Linked DNA regions of Urocitellus parryii: region 2 is linked to region 1. A link is a contact called in public Hi-C data. All regions are on one chromosome and are shown on one strand. Each heading gives the region's core, a stretch centred on a gene start, on an enhancer-like site or on the middle of the called end of the contact. The rest is flanking DNA. Distances are from core to core; before and after follow the strand shown. Region 1 holds the start of Srsf6 (serine and arginine rich splicing factor 6). Region 2 holds the start of Oser1 (oxidative stress responsive serine rich 1).

The links. A called contact is a pair of places that touch in the nucleus more often than the background predicts.
Region 2: a Hi-C map of muscle shows a contact between it and region 1, with 4 times the contacts expected there. The contact joins the promoter of Oser1 here to the promoter of Srsf6 in region 1. A contact is called at or near these places in 2 of 2 Hi-C or Micro-C datasets (liver and muscle).

The regions. Positions count from the first base shown.
Region 1 is chr6:184,208,924-184,215,392 of mUroPar1.hap1, forward strand. It overlaps Srsf6 (serine and arginine rich splicing factor 6), which reads left to right and starts at 3,796. Exons shown (of 6, transcript XM_077799733.1): 1 at 3,796-4,227; 2 at 4,455-4,603; 3 at 5,866-5,990; 4 at 6,117-6,325. The coding sequence starts at 4,121.
Region 2 is chr6:184,747,596-184,754,217 of mUroPar1.hap1, forward strand. It overlaps Oser1 (oxidative stress responsive serine rich 1), which reads right to left and starts at 4,836. Exons shown (of 4, transcript XM_026383187.2): 1 at 4,712-4,836; 2 at 304-420. The coding sequence starts at 380.

The DNA of each region.
Region 1 (6,469 bases), core at 2,546-5,045:
TCTTGCAGAAACACTCTCACAGACACACCTAAATAGTGTTTTACCAGTGATCCAGGTATCCCTTAATTCAGTCAGGTTGACACCTAAAGTTAGTCTTCTCAGATGCCATGATCTCCCAAGATCCATTCATAATGACAGCTGCTGGGATGCTAGATTTTTCTCAGACGTAAGAAAGTAGAATCATTCAGAAAACATTTCCTTGTTTCGGAAAACAAGGTGATTTGAAAATCTCTTTGGCTTCCAGCTAACTTGTGCAAGAAAGAGTACGCACTGGATTGAAACCCACAAGCATTATGGACCTGAGACTATCTTTTACAATCTGGGTCATTAGGAATTTGATGTGAATAATAGTCTTTGGGATGAGATGAGATTAACACGTCATTAATCTCATCAGATTAATCCTGACAGATTCCAGCAGTTACCTGCATGATTTTAAAATGAGCAGTGATGGAATGCTCTTTATCAACTGCAATTGTAGATGTTTAAAGAAATAAGCTCCTGTGTTGCAATCACTCCTCCTTGATTTGTTCTTCAAAATTATCAACAGTTAGATTATCAGCAGGACTCCACAGAATGTTGATGGTCTACCACCGGCTTAATGATGAGGTCCTTTTCTATTGCTAATGAGTTTTTTGGTGTTGTGTTGTTGAGAGCCACAGCCAAAGGGGCCCCAGCAAACTTCCAGCTGACTGGCTCACCATGGCCCCAGCAAACTTCCAGCTGCCAGCTGATTGGCTCCTCTGGGGTGATGCTCATTGGGCTGTTTCCCCCGACCTTTCAGACCACGGAGCTGCTCATTGGGGGACTCTTTTGGTTCCGCCCATGGGATCCAGCCAATCAGCCTCAAGAGCGGGAGGAGTGGGGGTTTTGAGAGGCTTGTGGGAAGCCGGTGGTGGCAGTTGGGCTCTGAGGGAATTCCTGAAGAGCTTGCAGTATGGTGTGTGTGTTCTAAAAATAAAGTTGGTTTCTGCTTGATAAGTGGCTCCTGAATTGTTCCCAGCCAGACTGCAGCATTATATGGGTTTTTTTTTGTTTGCTTGTTTGTTTTGTTTTTGTTCAGAGTAACTATTCAACTCTGGGAAGGAGAGGTAAAAAGAGGATATTTGGGGGGGCATCCTTCTTTTAGGGCAAATGAGCAAGGTGAGAGGCAGCAATACCTACTTTCCACATGTATTCTTTAAGAAGTCCTATTCCAGTTCCTTTTCAAAAGGAATGTTCAGCTAGGTGGTGGTGTATGACCACAATCCCAGAGATGCAGGAGGCTGAGAGGCAGATGATCCAAGGATCACAAATTCAAGGTCAATCTCAGCAATCTAGCAAGACCCTGCAGCACAAAACATTAAACAGTTGGTAGAATGCTTGCCTTACAAGCACAAAGGCCCTGTGTTGATCCCCAGCACCAAAAAAAAAAAAAAAAGAAAGAAAGAAAGAAAAAAAGAAAAAGAAAAAGAAAGAAAGGATGGGGCTGGGGATGTGGCTCAAGTAGTAGCACGCTCGTCTGGCATGCGAGCTGCCCGAATTCGATCCTCAGCACCACATACAAACAAAGATGTTGTGTCCGCCAAGAATAAAGAATAAAAAATAAATAAATAAATAAATAAATATTAAAATTTAAAAAAAAAAAAGAAAGGATGGACTGGAGATGTATGATGTAGCTCAGTGTTAAAGCGCCCCCTCCCCCCTTCAATCCCAAGTACCATTAAAAAAAAAAGTTAAAACAATTAATGTTCAGCCCCACGAGCACTATTGAAAAACCAAAAACCAGCCTCTATCTCAGAGCAAAGCCTGTCCAAGGAAGGGACATGACCTTAGACCTTGGAAAGACCCACAGAGCACTCCTAAGCACATTCCCACCCTGCTAAGTGTTCATCTACAAATAACAGGAGAGATCTGCTGCGCCAGGTGTCCCTGACTCAGTCAGGCTAGGTGGGGATCCCTAGCAGCCACCAATCAGCGTGAGACAGGGAAATACCTGGGATGCCAGATGACCCTCCCAGTAGTTTATGGTGTTGGGAAGCCATGTAGTTCAGCACAAACACCCCTCTTGGTTTAAACCAATCAGTTCAAATGAATACCCCTTTTGAACTGACCAATCACCCCTACCCAACTTGTTCCAGCCAGTGAATGTGCTAATCATGTTTTAGAGTTGTTATTTGATATTCCCCCGGTGTGTGATGATTTGCTATGATGTATGTGAAGTCCCTGCCCTCTCCAAAGAATGTATAAAACTGCTGCAAACCCTGGGCTTGGGGCCTCTCAGCGTCACCAGTTGCTGTGTGTGTGTGCGCGCCCCTGGGCAAAGAACAGAGCTAGCTTGCAATAAACACCTCTTTGCTGCTTACATCGATCTTGGGTCTCTGGTGGTCTTTGGGGGTCCCGAATTCGAGCATAACACTATGAGGGTAGTTTTCCAGTTTACCTCTTGCAAATAATTAATTTTCACAAATTTTTAAATGTTGACAATTTGATGAGTACAAAAATATTATAATATTGTTGAAGTCTCATCTCCCTAATTATACTCTATAAGTATTTAAAATTTGTTTTAAATCTATATTTCTTATTTATTTAATTTTAAGGTTGACCTCTACCCACCAGACTGGTGGCAGGGTTTGTTGTTGTTAAGCTTTTTTGTTTATTTTGACAGTATAGGATTGAACCTAGGGGTGCTTTCTCACTGAACTAAATTTGTAGCCCTTTTTATTTTGAGACAGGGTGTCCCTACATTGCTCTGGCTTCCTTGAACTTGCAAACCTCCTGCTTTAGTCTCCAAGTTGTTGGGATTACAGGTGTTCCCCACCAGGCCAGATGACTGTATTAACTTGCCTCCCCCAACAATGACAACCAACAATGCTTCCAGACTCTGCCAGATGTCCCTTGCGGACAAATTCGCCCATTTTCAACTAAGGGCTGAAGAATATTGACACTGTGTGACTCAAAAAGAGCGGGGATGCACAAATACCTAAGACCTGTATTATCTCAGCGATAGCCTATTTTTCTCTTAGCTTCTGTGACATTGTACTCTCCTGGTTTGTTTGTTTGTTTGTTTGTTTTTTGTGACTTGCAGTCATTCCTTTTCCAGTCTCCCTTCCTGGTACTCCAGGGTATAGTTATGGGACTTCTGCTCTCTACCGGAAAACTACTTTGTGCTTATCTAGCTCTGCAGTTTTAAGTGGCATCTCTATTGATAACCTCACAAATGTTTATTTCTGCCATCAATAAAATGCCTTCCAAACCAATGGAGGAAAATTTAGATTTGGTTCCACAGACTCTCCAAATAGGAGAAAGAGCTCATTGCTGTGGGAAAGTCCTTTAGTGCCAGGGTCCTTGGTCATGCTCCCTTTGTGAGCCACTGCAGCGAGTGCCAGATTCCAATGTACACTCCAATCTACACGCTGCCGGTGCTCCAAAGAAAAGCCATGGAGGGTCAGGTGCAGGAAGGCGTGGGAAGCTGATGAAGGCCGTGAAGTCCCCAAGGGACTGAACTTGGAAGGGCAGAGCGCTCGCAACACGACTCCCAAGACGAAACACAAGCTACGGACTCAGCGAAGCTGGCGAGCCAACTGTGTGCGAGACCACTACCCCCAGCCAAGTGGGCGTGAACCAATCCGAGGAGGAAATGCACAGCCTCGTTTTAACCGACCAATCAGAGACCAGAGTGACTTTTTATGACAACCTCCAGAGCCAATAAAAATGGAAGGTTCTCGTGGTGGAGAATACAGAGGGGAAGTTTATTAAAAAGCGCAAATGAAAAGACAAGTACGCGGCTAGACCACAGGATATAATGTTTACAGAGCCGGGTGGGAGTACTGGAGAAAAACTTGAAAGCAAGGTCACACTCCACTGACACGTCGCGTGCAGGGTACCCGCAAGTCACTCCCGAGTGCGGGGCTCAACGCGGGAGGGTGCGTGCTGCGCATTGACGTCACGCGCCGGCCCCGCCCCCAGCCGCCCATATAGCGTAGCTCTGGCGCGCACGCACACCATTGTGTGGCTGGACTCGGCCGCCGCTGCGGTGTGAGGCGCGTGTTCGGGCCCTCGCCGTCCCCGCACCCGCACCGCGGCTACTGCCTTGCTGTCCGCCGTCCGACAGCCAGCCTTCGGGACCTCGCCCACCACGGACATGCCTCGCGTCTACATAGGACGCCTGAGCTACAACGTCCGGGAGAAGGACATCCAGCGCTTTTTCAGCGGCTATGGCCGCCTCCTCGAAGTAGACCTCAAAAATGGGTGAGTCGGGCCTGGGCGCCCGCGTTCGTGCCCAACGCCCTGGGCCTAGTGGCGGCTGGGGCTGTCCGAGAGACAAGGCGGCCAAGGCCGCGGCGCCGCGTGGCAGAGCCTCCAAGATGGCGGCGGCGCGGCGCCACGGGTGCGCGCGGGGATCGCGGGTGCGCGCACGTGCGCGACACCGGCTAACGACGACCCCGCCGGTGCTTGGCCCGCGCCCCCCCACTCAGGTACGGCTTCGTGGAGTTCGAGGACTCCCGCGACGCCGACGACGCCGTTTACGAGCTGAACGGCAAGGAGCTCTGCGGCGAGCGCGTGATCGTGGAGCACGCCCGGGGCCCGCGCCGCGATCGCGACGGCTACAGCTACGGAAGCCGCAGTGAGTCCCTCCCCCGCGCGCTCCGCGCCTTTGGGACCTGGGGGGCGGGCGCAGGCACTAGGGTGGGCGGGGTTGGGCCTCCCAGCCCGGGCAGGTGCGGGGGCCGGGAGTCGTTTGACCCGGCTGTCCCTGGGCCCCGCTGCCTCCACCCCTGCCCGGGACAACCATGGGACACCGGAGCGCGGGGTTTGGGTCTGGGTATTCGGTTTTGGCCAAGTTGGGAGGGGGGTGGCTTCTGCTGGGCCCTCCTTGGCACTATCGTGGGTTCTGCCCACTTGGAAGCAAGGGATGACTGTATTTCTCCTATGCCCCTTGCTTATTAGTCAGTGCATTAGATAGAAATGTGGAAGTTTGGGGACAGGCTGGGGTGGCGGTGGGGTAGGGGGTGGGGAAAGGGGAGGAGCTTGAGGTGTAGATCTGAAGAGCTAGTAAAATTGGTGGGGGGCAAAGAAAATACTATTTTAAAGTATTGTGGTATTGTACCACAGAGTAAATCTAAATAAGCTTTATGCTGTTCTTAAACTATTTGGGGCATGTTATTGGGAGGAGGTTGGGGGGATTTTTGGTTATGTTAAATGTTTGATGTTGAAATTGTTGCATGTTGAATTCAAACTTTTTAACAAGTCCTTGATGTTTCAATTTGAAAGTGACCAATGGGGCTGAGGCTGTGTCCACTGAGGCTAAGATGACTGCCTTTCCTGATTGGCCTTGGCTTTTCCATACATTGTGTGACCCTTGCCCTATGACCCTTTGGCTGACCTTACCGGAAGCCATGACGACAGCAGCCTTTTGCCATTAGACGCAGGGTGATGGTGAGGATTCCAAGGGTTAGACAAAACTGGTTAATCTGAACTAGGTGACTGTTACCTTGCGTGTTTTGTGGCCAAACCACCACCAAAAACCTCACACTGTGATGTAAGTACTTAGTGTAACTAGTAAAAATTTTTGTAAAATGTAGAAATGCATGTAATCAGTTAAGTTTTATATTTTACAATGTTCTGTAAAATAAAACTTAGCGAGGTAAATTGAATAAAGGAGCAGTCACTCTCTAACAGATTGTAGGAGAGGTTTAGTTGGATTTAGTCTATTTGACTTGCCCTTAATTTAATTTATGGCAAATCACAAATGTATCGAAGGTTTAGCAGTATAATAGCAAAGTCCTACTCCAGTAAATAAAAGTTGATATGTTTGTACTAACTTTCAAAAACATTATGCATCCCTATCATTGCAAAGCAACTAATTGTTCCCTTCATGTGATAAAGGTGGTGGAGGTGGATACAGCAGTCGGAGAACCTCTGGCAGAGACAAATATGGACCTCCTGTTCGTACAGAGTACAGGCTTATTGTAGAAAATCTTTCTAGTCGTTGCAGTTGGCAAGATTTAAAGGTATGTCCTATAATTTGAGTTGAGATTTGATTAATTCTTAAAAGGTAGGCCCTTTTGGTACCTTTTTTTCTGAGAACTAAAACCAGCATGACCAGCTTGTGAGTCTGATAAGTCTTATTGTTTCAGGATTTCATGCGGCAAGCAGGTGAAGTAACATATGCAGATGCTCACAAAGAACGTACAAATGAAGGTGTAATTGAATTTCGCTCCTACTCTGACATGAAGCGTGCTTTGGATAAACTGGATGGTACAGAGATAAATGGCAGGAATATTAGACTTATTGAAGATAAGCCACGAGCAAGCCATAGGAGGTCTTATTCTGGAAGCAGATCTAGGTAACTTGAAAGACATGTAGTGGGCTGGAAAAGGGGTACTTGAGTCATTTTCAGTTGTTGCTTAATTGAACTTAAGATAGGTTTCATTTGGTTGTGTCTCCTTGTTCTTTTCTAGATGTTTTGTTAATGAGGTTAATTTTATAG
Region 2 (6,622 bases), core at 3,586-6,085, 540 kb after region 1:
GATATAACCTCTTATGAGATCTGCTTGATAAAGGGGGCCTCCTCAAAGTTAAAGAAAATCAAAACACTGAATGCTAAAGCACAAATGAGCTGATATTTTTCATATTTAACATAAGATTCTTTACTTTAAAAGTAAAACAATACTGTGTGGAATTTGGTAGAATGTTATACTATTACTACTGATTTATTCTATAAATAATAATGAATGTTGGAAAAGGAAAAGCTCTTTAAAGGGAGAGGACTATTTAAATCTAGTAAATAATTCTAATTTAAATCTAGTAAATAATATATTAGGTTTAATTACCCTGATGCATCCACTCTTAATTTCTTGAAAGCAGTTTGTAGACTCTCCTCCTCTCCATCCTTGGCTTCGGATTTCATTGTGAAAGTTTTTGCACTACTATGGATGTTCCCGTTAATACTAAAAAAGAAAATAAAAATAAAATGAGCAAAGTAAAAGTGGTGGGATCAAAAGGATCCCTTTTCTATCTTTGGTTGGGGACAAAGATAGTGGTAAAACATTTAAAGTAAAGCATGCTTGAGGCCCCAGGTTTAATGCCCAACACTGAGGGGTGTAAGGGGAGACACACACATATATATGTAAACACACACACACACACACACACACTGCTGATACCATAACTTTGGGAGAAAAAAAATTATTTCTAAAAGGAAGTTTCAGTGTTAATGGATCAGGAAACTGTGGGTTCTATTTCTTAAGAAGAAACCAAATGAAATAATGCAGAAAATGTGTATGTATTATGACAATTTAAACTGTACAAATACTTGATGACAAAATCCTATTAACCAGTTTTAGAAACTAGATCATCTCAAATATGTTTCAGTACACTTTTTAAAAGGGGAAAATAATCTCTCCAGTTGTAGATTCCTAGAAACCTGTAACACACTGACCTTACATCAAAAAGGCTCAAACTATAGCACTGATTCTTTAAAATGCTACTGGGCATTCATCTGGTCTAACCCTAACAATTCTAGTTAAATAAAACTTCATGGCACTTGATCATATTTTTTTCTAAAACAATCCTTAGCCAGGTATCCACATGCATCATGAGGAAATGTCTGAGAGACATTTGTTAAAACAGGATTAGAAACTTATTTCAATGATTATTGATTATTCCATACTCAACTTCTTTGTTCTTTAAAAATAGCTTTGAATAATGAAATCATGAAACAAGAAAAACAAATGAATTAGCAACTCAAAAATGGGAAGAAAAAAACAAAGTGCTGTTCTACAGATGTGCAAAAACGACTTCTTTTTAATCAACTAGTTTGATTAACCAAAGTTCTCCATTTCTTTTGCCCTGAATTTTATATTTAAACAAAGGGGATGAAGAATTAACCAAAGCAACAAGAAACACAATAGAGACTCTGTTAATAAATTAATCTAGTGTCTAAATTAGTTTTTCACCCAGGATGAAAATTAGTACCAAATCCTGACCAAAAATTAAGCAAACCAGTATCCAGATAGAAAGAAAGGGGGGCATGGTGGTGGTGGGGGCAGCCAGCATTGACAGTATGTGCCTGTAATTCCAGCTACTCAGGAAGCAGAGATAGGAGTATCTCGAGTTTGAGGCCAACCAGGGCAATTCAATTAGACTCTATCTCAAAATAAAAAAATTTTTTAAAGAGCTGGGGATACATTCAGTGGAAGGACACCTCTGGGTTGAATTCCCAGTTACCATAAAAACAAAACAGAAAAAAAGTAAAACAAAAAATTGAGAATTTCTGAAGCAAAGAATGTACTTCACCTCTTTATTTCTAATCCCTGACCCCATCCCCCCACCCCCACCCCCCCTCACCCCAGACACCCTCAGAAGGAGTAGTGTCCTCCCTATGAATCCTTGAGTCTTCTGTGATCCCATATCTGCTCATTTCTCAGGGGTGAGTTTGATGTTATTATGAGACCTCTAATATTCCAAAGGTCAAGGTGTCATGTTTGATATAACATAACCATGTAGTATCAGTAGCAGAATAAAGCAGCAAGGTATCATGATTTACTATTTATTTATGTGTAGAAGTTGAATTATTTTAGGCAGATGTCTTTGAGGAAAATTGAAAACAGTCTCAGAAGAATTAGCTAGCTTTCACCTCAACTTCTTAAGACTGAAAATGTAAATATGATCTTTACACATATTTGGCTGACTTATTAAATCAATACATAAACACAAGGAAACACTGTCAATACAATTTCACATTTCACCGGTTTCTAATTCATCTTGATTTAGAGGAGGGTCCCCATAAATAGATAACAAAGTCTTAAATATCTAGGGGTAGGGCTAAGCAAAGATCACATATTCTAAAATATGTGAAACTCTACAGCATCTAAAAAGATGCTATAGCAGATTGTAAACAAATTTTTTCTGATGCCAGAACTAAATTAAAATTTGATTTACAGGGCTGGGGATGTGGCTCAAGCGGTAGCGCGCTCGCTGGCATGCGTGCGGCCAGGGTTCGATCCTCAGCACCACATACAAAGACGTTGTGTCCGCCAATAACTAAAAAATAAATATTAGAAAATTCTCCCTCTCTCTCTCTCTCTCTCTCCCTCCTCTCTCTTTAAAAAAAAAATAAATAAAATAAAATTTGATTTACAGTTCTCCTGGATTACTTTATGACCAAATGCTTTGTCTATAAGCATGTACATAGTTAATAGATCATCTGAACCCAGTCTCCCCAACCAGAAGATCCCCACACAAACAATCTTGGGGTTCCTATGGAAATAAATCAGTCTAAATAAATAAATAAGTACACATCACGCGTAAGTATACATTGCTGGATTCTACAGACAGAAATTTATTCCTCCCACCAATATTTCCAAAATTCCTACCATGTACGTGCTTGGCACCGGACTGGAAGACTAGGGATAGAAGGGTCCCTGGGAACTCCATTTCTGTAAAGACTGGAATCTCATTCCTGCCCTTCAGAAACTTAAAAATAAATTACTGCCTGAGCAGCTTTGCACCCAGATATGTAACTTTTAATTATAGACTGCTGACTTAATAGCAAGGCAGGTGACCACTCTAGGTGTTAACACAAATTTAGTTAATATTCTTGTTGACATACCAAAAAAGATCTATTATCTAAAAACCAAAATAGGCCAAAATAAAATTTCAGTTACAGACTAAAACTTCAAGAATGAAGTATTGTCTAAACTATGTTCAGACTTCCAGTATTTCAATTACTTATGTTTATTTTCTTATTTTAACCCAGAGCAAAGGTGAATCTCAGGCATGACCATAAGAGAGAGATCAGAGCCTGCTTGTAATCACAAAAGGCATACTCTGTGCTCCTCTGTATTCCTAGGTTTCCATTCACTCAAAGCCAAAAGTTGTACAACTAATTTTAGACAACAAATATAATTGGTTTGCCCATCTTCATTAATATCAAATTTATGAGAGACTATTTTCACTGCAGACTGCTGTATTTTCTTGAAGCTGAACAATCCCCAAAGAGATTAAACTTGTAAAGAAAGGCCTATCAAAAGTCATTTTGCAAAAAAAAAAAAAAAGTCATTTTGCATTCCCAGCGACTCAGAAGGCCAAGACAGGAGGATCATAAATTGGTGGCCCTAAGCAAATCAGCAAGACCCCGTCTCAAAATAAAAAATAAAAAGGGCTGAGGTTGTAGTTCAGTGGTAAAGGGCCCTAGGTTCAATACCAAGTACCAAAATAAAATAAAATAAAAATTTAAAAAATAATTTTGCATTGTTTTAAGCCAAATCACACCACAATTTAATTCTGCTAGCGTTCCCCCACTCTTTCAAAAATGACAAAGAAAATTATTGTGTAAGTTCTTCCATCAAAACAGAAAATTCCTGATTTTCTCTTTCGACGAACAGCATCCACATGATCTAATTCCATCTTGACGTTTTAACCAAGACCTCCTTAAACTTCAAGCCTAATTCTCCATTTCTAGGACCCTGAAAAGACCTGAGAACAATTAAAAAAGGGATCCGCACGTAAGCGTGTCATCACAATGTTAAAAGACTTCGAAACTTTTCCTGACCACTATGGAGCCTAACTGTTCAGCAACCCTCATAGATGCAAACACCGGGTTGAAACAATCGACCCCCAAAGACAAAAATCACACATCTCTCTCTGCACGACCACTCAACCCAACAATCGCAGGACTCCAGCCAAAACACCACGTTAATACGTTCCAACTAGAATCTGGGCCTGTCGCGGTTAAACAGAATCAGGAAAAGGCTACGACCTGAGGCGGGGGTCTCGGAGAAGTGTCTCGGAAAGCTGCCCCCTCGGAAGAATTCCCAGGCCGGAACGGGAGCCGAGGAGCTAGGGATGCGGGAGAAGACGGAAGCGGACCCGAGGGGCGCAGCCGACGAGAACCGGGCTCGGAGGAGAGCGGGAAAAGGCGGGAAGGGGCAAAGGGCGGCCCTGGAGGGCGAAAAAGGGGAAGCTAAGGCTGGGCGGGAGACCGCGAAGGAGCGGGGCGGGGACGGCGGGAGGGCAGAAAGGCGGGAAGCGGCGAGAGCGCGGAGCTCCGGCAGATCCAGACCGCCGCGGAATAGCCGGCGCCGAGAGGCGCAGGTTCAGGCCCGGCCCAAGTAGTCGGCGCCGGGAGAAGACGCTACGAGAGGTGGGCGAACCCAGAGGAAACTGCCCGCGCCCGGGCAGGACCTGGAGGCCGACATGCCGTTTCTCGGCCCCTCCCCGTCACGTCACGGCACTTACCTCCTCGCAGCTGGGGCGCTCCGGTGATCCGGTCCCGTCAGTTCAGATCGTCTCTCCCCGACCGCCGCGCCTGACTGACCCGGATCCAAACCCGCGGCAGGGGCGGCCCGCGCCTCCGGAGTCGCACTGCGCCTGCGTCATTCGGCACGCGCCCCGCCTCCTGCTCATGCCCCTCCCACCCCAGTGACTCGGCAGGGCAGTAGGCATGGCCGCGCAGGCGCGCGGTGGAGGACGCGTCTCTCCATGCCCCGCCCTGCCCCTCTCTGAAGCACGTGCGCTCGCGTCATTTCCTGTTATTCTTTTCTCTCCCACTCCGGTGTTGTGGGTTTGCTGGGGACCGACTCTTGGGGCGTGTCTGCTTCCTCTTTTTTGTCAGGTGAGTGAGTAGGCATAACTCTTCCCAGTGGCCAAGCCGTCTCCACTTCCCGGGGATCTCCTTGTGCTTAGTCCTTCACTAGGAATCGCCAAGGCAACGGGATTCCTCGAGGGTGAGGTCCGCGTGGGGGAGCCTTCGTACAGAGACCCTTCTGAGAGTTTGGCCAAGTCCCCTCAATGCCGGGGTATGGATCGCCTGCAAAGTCTTGGGCTCGGGCTGCAACCCTTGCCTCCTGGGATCTTTTCAGGGCCTTCTGAGAAGCGAGGAGGTATCGGTCATAGTTGTGACCAGGAATGCGAGGCCAGAATTAAAACCGAAATGCCTTCGCTTCTGATGCCTCTGTTTGATTCAAGGCAACTGCTTATTCCTCTCTGAGCCTCAGTTTCTTCGTCTAGTAAATGAGGAAGTTGGACGATATCTGCATGTGTCCTTTTTTCAGGGACTCCTTTGAGAATCTGGTGAGAAGTATAGACCCTTTCGCCAGAGAAATGCACATACACACCAAAGTTTTCCACAAAGTTTAGGCAGGTCACCTACGTCGGTGATTTTTTTAGGGATCGCTATATATTTATGATTCTGATGGTTACTCACTCAGCAGACGGGAAAGGGGTGAGCTCTGCAGCAGCTGCTGCCTCCTCCATCACCAGGACTGGTTCTGCCAATCTAGCTATGCCTCTCCTCACCTGCCTTTGCCCAGCTCCACTTCTCAAAGCTTCGTGGGAAAAGATGACTGTCTCAATTCTGTTACTTTTGACCCAATGTCACAGTGGCAAAAGGTGTGACTTTTGCAGTCAAGGGGAAGAAATAAAGAATGTCCACGCTTCTGCCTTTGTCAATGCTTTATTCACTCAAATCACTCAATATAATTTCACTCTCTAGGTTCTTTTTTTTAAATATGCGTGGTTTTTTTTAGTTGTAGGTGAACACAATAACCTTTATTTTTATGTGATGTTGAGTTTTGAAGCCAGTGCCTCATGTGAGCTAGGCAAGCACTCTACCGCTGAGCCACAACCCCAGCCCTTCTGTAGGTTCTTAATCAAGAAAATGACAATACTTAGTGCTAGACACTGAAAGAGATGTAATTCACAGCAAACAATTATACATTAATTCTAAGTGCTGCAAACACACTTAATCATGACAAGCTCATGACAGACATTCCCTCTGCATGCTAAGCTCAAGTGTGACTTAGAGCCTTAGGCTCTAAGTCTAGCAGATGCACACTCACTCAGACTGTGGTGATCAGATGGCAGGCTTCTCCTGGGGTGGAGCTGATGGCTGGCTGAGGAAGTGGTCATAGGGAGAAGTCTCTTTCTCGCCAGAGTCAAGTGGCTGCTGTAGAGTATGAGAGCGGAGAGAATAACACAGAGGATCAGGCAGATGAGAAGAGTTGGGATTTCAGTCTGGGTCCTCACGAGGCTCTCAGACTTGTGTGCATCAGTGTCGACTGGCTGAATGTCTGTTCATTTGCTCCTTCATTTATACTAAATTTTGGGGCTTTGACCACCCTTTCAGTCCCTATCAGCTGCCACTGGGTC